2 separate regions of the Callithrix jacchus genome follow, and region 1 is linked to region 2. The links are chromatin contacts, called in public Hi-C maps. All regions are on one chromosome and are shown on one strand. The core of a region is the stretch at or near the end of the contact, and the rest is flanking DNA. Distances in the headings are between cores, read along the strand shown.

Region 1 (4,110 bases), core at 273-2,772, 170 kb after region 2:
CCCACCCACCTGGAGCAGCCTGGCTGGCAGGACTGGGGCCCAGGTTGCCCTGGCCCTAGAGGAGCAGCTGTTGGCAGCAGCCTGAGCAGGCTGGGGTAAGGAAGGAGAAGGCAGCTCGGGGAAGCCCTCCACCCCTGCCTGGCCCCTGCAGCCACTGACTCCTCCGTCCTGTGTCCCCTCCGTGGCCGCCAGGGCTGCTGACTCTGCTCAGCCAACAGTGCGCTCCCTTGCTCGCCTGCTCTCTTCCCCTCTGTTCCCACGCCAGCTCCTGCCCCTGCAACCAGAGGTGACAGGCCCAGGGCAGTGAAATAGCACATTCAGGAACTCTAGGGCACCTGGACCCCCACCCACGTGCCTCCTGAGGACTCAGTGGGGTGGGGCAGGCAGGGGCCGTCCCCAAAGGCACAGATGAAGCCACTAGCTTCAGCCCAGAAACCCGGAGCGGGGAACAGCCTGGGGTGGGCAGAACCCATCTGCAGCGCAGCCACCCCCAAGGCTGAATCCTCAAGTGAAGTACCAAGCCAGGCCTCAGGGTGACTGTGACAAGGACTGAGGGGTGGACAGGGTGGCCCGAGTGTGGCTCCCAGACCCCGAGGCCCCACGGCCTCCCAGGTACCCACCATGATGACCCTCAGGTGGCAGTGACCCCGTCACTGTACAAGACATTTTCTCCTGCTGAGCAGAAGGCATCATCCCCTGCAACTACCTCTTCCCACAACGTCTTTCTCCCCTGGTACCAAAAAGAACCCTGTACCTCCTCCTCCTCCTTTCTCCCGCCAGTGCAGTGGCCTTGGGCTTGGAAACTGAAGGGAGAAGGTCTGGCCCCCGGGGTGGGGCACTCCTTTCCCTCCCCAACCCCGCCATCCGCACTGGCCCTCTTCGAGGTTCGATACTTGAACGCCCCCTGCCCTGTGCCTTGGACCTGGGCAAAGCTGGGAGGAGGAAACAGCACAACTCACAGTTTGAGCTGGGGGTGGTCTCCGCAAGGCTCCTGTCCGCACCCCTCCCTGACCTTCTCAAAAGAGGCGCACAGCCTCTCGGGTGACTTGGAAACTCCTGGACGAATTCCATTCTAACTTATTTTGACATGTATACAAACCAACTGTTTAGAGATTCCACTTGTGCAAAGCCCTACTGTGTTTTTATGTTCCTGTTTAAAAGAGAGGTTTACTTAGCAATAATTATAAATAAATGAATATTCTTTAGTGAGGTGACTGCAAATGCATCTTTCCCCAGCTCTTGGGGACCTGGCCCTCACCCCCAGCAGGAACTCCCAGCCCCACACAGCAGGGCTGCGCTCTCCCGGGCCCGGGGAATGCTGAGACCATCCTCTGCCCTGGAATGGCCACCCACAGGGCCAGGCACCTACAGCCAGCTGCTCTAGGCCCAAGAGAGTCGTGTGGGCCAAGGCCCTGCATTCCCACCCCTTGCAGAGAAAAGCTTCTTCCCCTCCCCACCCACCCACAGGGCTCCAGGAAAGAAGCCAGCTCCCGATGCCAGGCCAGGCTTCAGAGGCTACATTCTGCAAGGCTGCCAGCCCTGTGCTGTGACAGGCAAGAAGACGCAGGAAGCCCTGAGCTACCTCCCAGGGGCTGGGCCTGCGGGAGCCAGCAGTCTGCTTTTCTTCTCACAGCCCTGCAAGTTTCAGGGCATTACTCAGGAAGAGGAAGCAGAGGCACCAGTGTGGGTGGAGGGCAAGAGCCCTTCCAAAGCCACTGAGTCTACAGCAATAGTCGGGTTTCGGGAGCCATGGGGGTCCCCCAGTACTTAGGAAAGGGACTTTGTAAGATGGGGTTTCACTCTGTTGCTCAGGCTGGAGTGCAGTGGTGCCATCATAGCTCACTACGGCCTCAAACTCCTGGGCTCAAGTGGTCTTCCCACCTTGGCCTAGGACTGTAGACATGAGCCACTACACCTGGTCAGGACCTTATAAAGATTATACAACTCTTCTCCAGGACATTTTAACACCAACAAATAGAAGCTAATCACTATGCAGAAGACAGTTATTTGATTATATGTAGCTTTAGAGAAACTGTTTATTCTTCCTTTTTACATGGGGCTAAAGAATGTGCATAGAGCAATTTTTTTTTTTTTTGAGACAGTCTTGCTCTGTGACCCAGGCTGGAGTGCAACAGCATGATCTCGGCTCACTGCAACCTCCACCTCCCAGGTTCAAACCATTTTCCTGCCTCAGCCTCCCGAATAGCTGGGACTACAGGCGCGTGTCACCATGCCCAGCTAATTTTTGTATTTTATGTAGAGACAGGGTTGCACTATGTTGGCCAGGCTGGTCTTGAACTCCTGGCCTCAAGTGATCCACCCACCTCAGCCTCCCAAAGTGCTGGGATTACAGGCTGTGCCACAGTGCCTGGCGGAGAGCAGTTTTTCTGAAGCTTCTCGTTTTGCCACTACATGGTGAAAGTGAACCCAAGCCTGGGAACCGCTGGCCCGGATGATGTGGGGCCCTTATTCACACGCACCCAAGCCCCCGCAAACCCACGCAGCCTTGGAAAGAAGTGTGAGGCAGGTGTGGGTACCTGTCTTTAGTACCTAGAAAAAGGCTAAGAATATGGCCTAGAGATGTTTAGATTAAAACCAAGGAAGAAAAAGATCAATGACGACCTATCAGGAACTGAGTCACTCTCAGAATGGAGAACCGGACACAGAAACTGGATGGTGCTAGGAACTTCCAGGGAACCCAGAGAGTCCCAAAGCTCCGTGGGGGCCCTGTGGAATGAATGCAGGTCAGGAGGGCTGCCTGGTCCCTCCCCGCAGTGGCAGCCCTTCCTTAAGGGCTCCGGTCTGACCCAGAGGAACCCCCCAGCTCTAGCAGGGCCTCAGCCTCGGGGCCCCCGCTGCCTCCTCCCCTCAGGGACAAACACAGCAGACAGTTTTGTGAAGAGCTTTTTAGTAGCTAAATATGGCACCATGTGTTCCAAGGGCAATATAAATTACAGTATGCAAAACATACCAACTGGCTGAGGTAAGACACGCTGCTCCTGCCTCACATCACAGGAGGGGAAACACATGTGCTTTAAAAATCTCGCTTATAAAAACGTCCCCTAAAAAGGCCTCCAGAGAGGGGCTGTGAGGCTCACCCTCCGCCGCACTCAGGAGGCCCGCTGGCTCGGCCCGGCCCGTCCACTGCAGCCACGCGGCACCTCCCTACTGCCTGCCCAGGGCTCTGTCCAGGTTGCTCTTAATGGTGTCCAGGAAGTCCGTGGTGTTCAGGAAGTGTTCGTTCAGCTTCACGCTGCGGAGAGAGCACCACTCAACGTCAGGGGCAGCTCCGGGTCTTGCCAACACCGTCAGCCAGGCCCTTTCAGGGAACAGCCTGAGCTTGGGCATCGGAATAGCCATCTCCTGCCACCCAGGCTGTAGGCCAGAGGCCCCGATAGCCCACTGCCATGAGGCCACAGCGATTCTGCAGGCACCTGTAAGTTCTCTTTCCAGGTGACTGCTCTCCTGGGAGAAGCTGGGCGAGGGTGCGGGCAGGGTCGGGGATGGGAAGCAGCTCTCTAGGTCTGGTCTGCAGCGGCTGGCCTGAGCCACCTCTCAGGTCTGCGGACTTGTGCCACCCCGGTCCCCCTGGCTTCACCCCACCTGGCCCCAGCGTCTGGCCTCCACCCCGGGCCACGCACTTGCTGAGGCCGTGAATGCAGCCCGCCAGGTCCTTGGTCATGGCTCCACTCTCTACGGTCTCCACACACACCTTCTCCAATGTCTGGGCAAACCTGTGGGGGATGGGGCAGAATGAGACCCCCTCTGTGCCAGGCCAGAACCCAGAGCCTCTCCTGGCAGCTGTGGCCTCTCCCTCTGTGCTCACCTGATAAGGTCCGGGTTCCCATCCAGCTTCCCCCTATGCTCCAGGCCACGTGTCCAGGCAAAGATGCTGGCGATGGGGTTGGTGCTGGTGGGCCGGCCCTGGGGATGGGGGTTGCAGGGGGATCAAGAGCTGAGCCAGCTAGCAAGGAGGCTGCCCAGATACAGCTGCCCACCCTGGACTTGCTGGTCAGGCTTATCCTTCCAGGCCTCAGGTTAGTGGGCTTTGGGCCCCAGCCGGGAAGAGGGTCATTGTGAGGCCCCATGTCCTGCACTCACCTTCTGGTG
Region 2 (3,999 bases), core at 35-2,534:
CTGTAGTCCCAGCTACTCGGGAGGCTAAGGCAGGAGAATTGCTTGAACCGAGGAGGCGGAGGGTGCGGTGAGCCGAGATTGTGCGATTGCACTCCAGTCTGGGTAACAACAGCGAAACTCCGTCTCAAAAAAAAAAAAAATTAGCTGGGCATGGTGGTGTACGCCTATAATCCCCGCTACTTGGGAGGTTGAGGCAGGAGAATTGCTTGAACCCGGGAGGTGGAGGTTGCAGTGAGCCGAGATCGCACCACTGCACTCCAGCCTGGGTGACAGAGCTGGACTGTATCTCAAACAAAACAAAACAAAAACCATAACCCAAGCCAGAGGACCCCAAATACCATGAAGCAGGAATGGGCACTGCTGAGGTGGGCACTGAGAAGGAGCCCTGGGTGAGGGTAGCCACTCTGCACCTTCCAACAGATGCAGTGCCTGGGACAAACCACTCAGTTTCCCCGCCACATGGAGATAACATGATATCTGTGGTTAAGAATATTATGGGGGTTTGGCCAGGTGTGACACCGGTGGCTCACACCTGTAATCCCAGCACTTTGGGAGGCCGAGGGGAGGATCATGATATCAGGAGACTGAGACCACCCTGGCCAACATGGTGAAACCTGGTCTCTACTAAAAATACAAAAAATTAGCTGGGGGTGGCAGCACATGCCTGTAATTCCAGCTACTCGGTTGGCTGACTCAGGAGAATCACTTGAGCCCTGGAGGTGGAGGTTGCAGTGAGCCTAGATCGTGTCACTGCTCTCCAGCCTGGGTGACAGACTGAGACTCCATCTCAAAAAAAAAAAAAAAAAAAGATATTATGAGGGTTCAAGGAGATAACAGAGGGGCAAGCACAGTGCCAAGCATGAGTGTGCTGTAAATGCTGTTTGCCATCTGTTCAAGGCAGGTGGGTGAAACACTCCCACGGCCTGCAGAACAGGAGGCCACTTCCTGGTAGAATCAAGAAAGGTGAAGTCTGGGAGGGTGGGGAAGTCAGCAACCGTGGAAGAAGAAGCTGTGGAAGAATATTAAAAGCCTGGGACAGTATAGAAAATAGAAGTCAAGAGTTCCCTGTGCATGCTTGAGCCATGCAGGGCATCCAGAGGCCTTCTGAGAACCCAGGCTGGGAAAGCAAGTGGGCTCTGTTCGGGATGGGTCTTGAGTTGGCATTCGGAGTTTAGATTTTATCTAGTGGACAAGGAATCCTGAAAGGTTTCTGAGCAACAGCGAGACCCTCAGAGATGTCTTTCTGGAAAGACATTTGTCCTGTTAGCAACAGGGCAGGGATGAGCTCTGGGGACAGCCAGAAGGCAGGGGGACAGGAGCAAGGTGTCATCAGGACAGGCTGAGGGCCCCTCTAAGGTGAGCCGCCATGGACAGAGGAAGGGAAGGTGAGGAGGGGAAGAAAGGAAGGGGAGGAGCCCGGCAGGACCTGGCACTGCTTACCTGGGGAGGAGACAGTGAGGGTTCGCAGCCTGGTGGCTGGGAGGGCAAGTGCACCATCACCAGGAATGGAACTAAGGGAGGCAAGTTTGAAGCGGAGCTGGGAGAAGGGCCTGCCTGAGGGCAGCAGAGGCAAGTGAGCCCCACATCAGCATGGGAACACTGCTGGGCTCTCCTGGGCAGGCTGGCTTGGGGCTCTGATGGGTGTTCCCACCTGCTGACTGTGTGCTAAGGAGGGAAGGTGCAGCAAAATACCTCCTGACATCAGAACAGTGCTGAGCTGGGGGCCGAGGCTGCTCCTGTAGGGTACAGGAGGGACATGCAGGCTCCATGTAGCACCAGCCCCTGGTCTACTGGAGAGGGCATTTTTAGAGACCAAACTCAATTATAGAGACCGAGGAGATAAGGTGGTCAGCACATCTAGGTGGGGCTTTTTGAAAGAGGAGTGGAAAGTCAGAACTAGTGCTCAGAAAAAAGACACAGGCTAGTAGCCAATGGTGAATGACAGATGTACCCAAAGACACCTGAGATGGGGTGGCCATACAGGGCAGGATCCAGGAGGCCGAGAGGGCAAAGGCAGCCAGGACATCAACATGGAAATGGAAGCCCAGACAGTGCCAGAGGTGACAATCAGGTGAGATCGGGGTTGAGGGCCTGGTCTGCCTTCTCAGCCATGAGCCAGGCTCTCCTGGCAAGAACACAGACCCTCCCGCCTGTCTACTGCCCAACGCAGCCTTAAACCATTCTCCTTCCAGCTGGTGGTCCCATGTAGCTGTCAATCTCCTGACCTACTTCCTACTTGCTTTCTAAGCCCATCAAGAAAGGAGCTAGATCCCAAGTCATGGCACTGAAGGAGTTGGGCAGAAGGAGAGGCCACAGTGGGTGACAACAGTGAAGTCCGTGCCCCCCAGCTAGCACCAAAGAGGCATCCTCACCTTCCTGCCATGGGCATCCGAGATGCTATGCCGAGAGACATCTATCAGCTCTCCCTCCAGCAGCACACCATTTCCCCTGGGGATGGAAAGAAAGGGAGAGCTGGTTCTGTCAGTTCTCAGCAAGTCTCACCTGTGTCCTATTCACCCAGTCCTCAGCAGGCTGGGTACTGAGCCTCCTGTCCCTCTGCTTCCTATGTAGGGGCCTCCAACCCTGCAAGGGTCCCAAAGGCTGGCATACTGCCCAGATGCCAGGAGGAACCTTGTCGGGCTGCCCTACAATCAAGCTATGGACCCTCCTACATGGCCACTGGGAGTTCCTGGAACCAGAGCCTCAGTCTCATCTATAAAACGGGGAGACAAACAGCCGCCTCGTTTGGCTCCTCTAATGAGGACATAAGACCATGTATGTGAGGGTTTTTTTGAAGCTATTAAGTGCTTACTAATATCAAAGATTTTACCTTTTTATTAGGCCAAACGCCAAGGGATGTATCTAAGCTGCATAATTATTTTCCCTTTCCACCTGTTTTTAAACATTCTCATATTAAATATCCATGTGGTCATTAACCTGAGGAAATGGTTATTGCTGAGAGGTGAAGAAACCAAAACTCAGAAGTGTGGGACTAGCTCAAGATCACACGGTCCTCACCGAGGGGAGGCGGACCCCTGGCTTCCTGACGCTGGCTTTCATAAAGGCAGAACCTGAATCCTTCCTCTTTTGCATCCACAGAAATGGGAGAAGGGTGGGGGCAGCTGGAGATGACAGTGAAAGAGGGATGAAAGGGGAAGGGAAAACTCCACGGAAACTGTCTCTATCCAACACATCCCCACCACTGGCAATTATTTTTCTACATTTTTTTTTTTTTTTTTTGAGATGGAGTTTTGCTTTTGTTACCCAGACTGGAGTGCAATGGCACCATCTCGGCTCACTGCAACCTCCGCCTTCTGGGTTCAAGCAATTCTCCTGCCTCAGCCTCTTGAGTAGCTGGGACTACAGGCGTGCACCACCATAACCAGCTAATTTTCTATTTTTAGTAGAGACGGGGTTTCACCTCGTTGACCAGGATAGTCTCGATCTCTTGACCTCGTGATCCACCCACCTTGGCCTCCCAAAGTGCTGGGATTATAGGCGTGAGCCACCGCACCTGGCCCTTTTCTACATATTTAACTGACAAATCAAGACTGTATGTATTCAGGGTGCAGAAGGTGATGATTTAAGTACATACTATGTAATGGTTACCACAAATTAATGAACACCTGCCAGACCCCATGCTGTACATTAGATCCCCAGAAATTATTTATTCTATAACTGAAAGTTTGTGCCTTTGATCATTTCCCCACCCACACCCCCATCCACTATTCCCTGGCAATCACTGTTCACTGCTCTACTTTTCTTTTGACAGAATCTCAGTTACCCAGGCTGGAGTACAATGGCATGATCTCGGCTCACTGCAACCTCCACCTCCCAGCTTCATGCAGTTCTTGTGCTTCAGCCTCCCAAATAGCTGGGATTACAGGTGCCCGCCACCACCCCCTGCTAATTTTTGTATTTTTAGTCAAGACGAGGTTTCACCAATAACCATTTCACCATTAACCATCTCCTCCCGTTAATGATCACATGGCTATGAAT

The links. Hi-C and Micro-C count contacts between places; a contact is called where the count stands out from the background.
Region 1: a Hi-C map of induced pluripotent stem cells shows a contact between it and region 2, with 4 times the contacts expected there. The contact joins two enhancer-like sites. A contact is called at or near these places in 3 of 3 Hi-C or Micro-C datasets (induced pluripotent stem cells and skeletal muscle).

Annotation. Positions count from the first base shown.
Region 1 is chr6:19,246,024-19,250,133 of calJac240_pri, forward strand. It overlaps ZNF710 (zinc finger protein 710), which reads left to right. Exons shown (of 4, transcript XM_054257247.2): 4 at 1-1,205. IDH2 (isocitrate dehydrogenase (NADP(+)) 2) reads right to left here. Exons shown (of 11, transcript XM_035303833.2): 8 at 4,102-4,110; 9 at 3,827-3,924; 10 at 3,642-3,734; 11 at 2,892-3,253. The coding sequence ends at 3,166. Among named protein-coding and RNA genes, the nearest start is that of IDH2, 16 kb to the right of the region's middle. Within about 2 kb of position 1,523, at least 7 of the 16 cell types and tissues checked have an H3K27ac peak or open chromatin away from gene starts, as enhancers often do.
Region 2 is chr6:19,077,352-19,081,350 of calJac240_pri, forward strand. ARPIN (actin related protein 2/3 complex inhibitor) reads right to left here. Exons shown (of 6, transcript XM_078326776.1): 2 at 2,373-2,448. Among named protein-coding and RNA genes, the nearest start is that of ARPIN, 3.5 kb to the right of the region's middle. Within about 2 kb of position 1,285, at least 2 of the 16 cell types and tissues checked have an H3K27ac peak or open chromatin away from gene starts, as enhancers often do.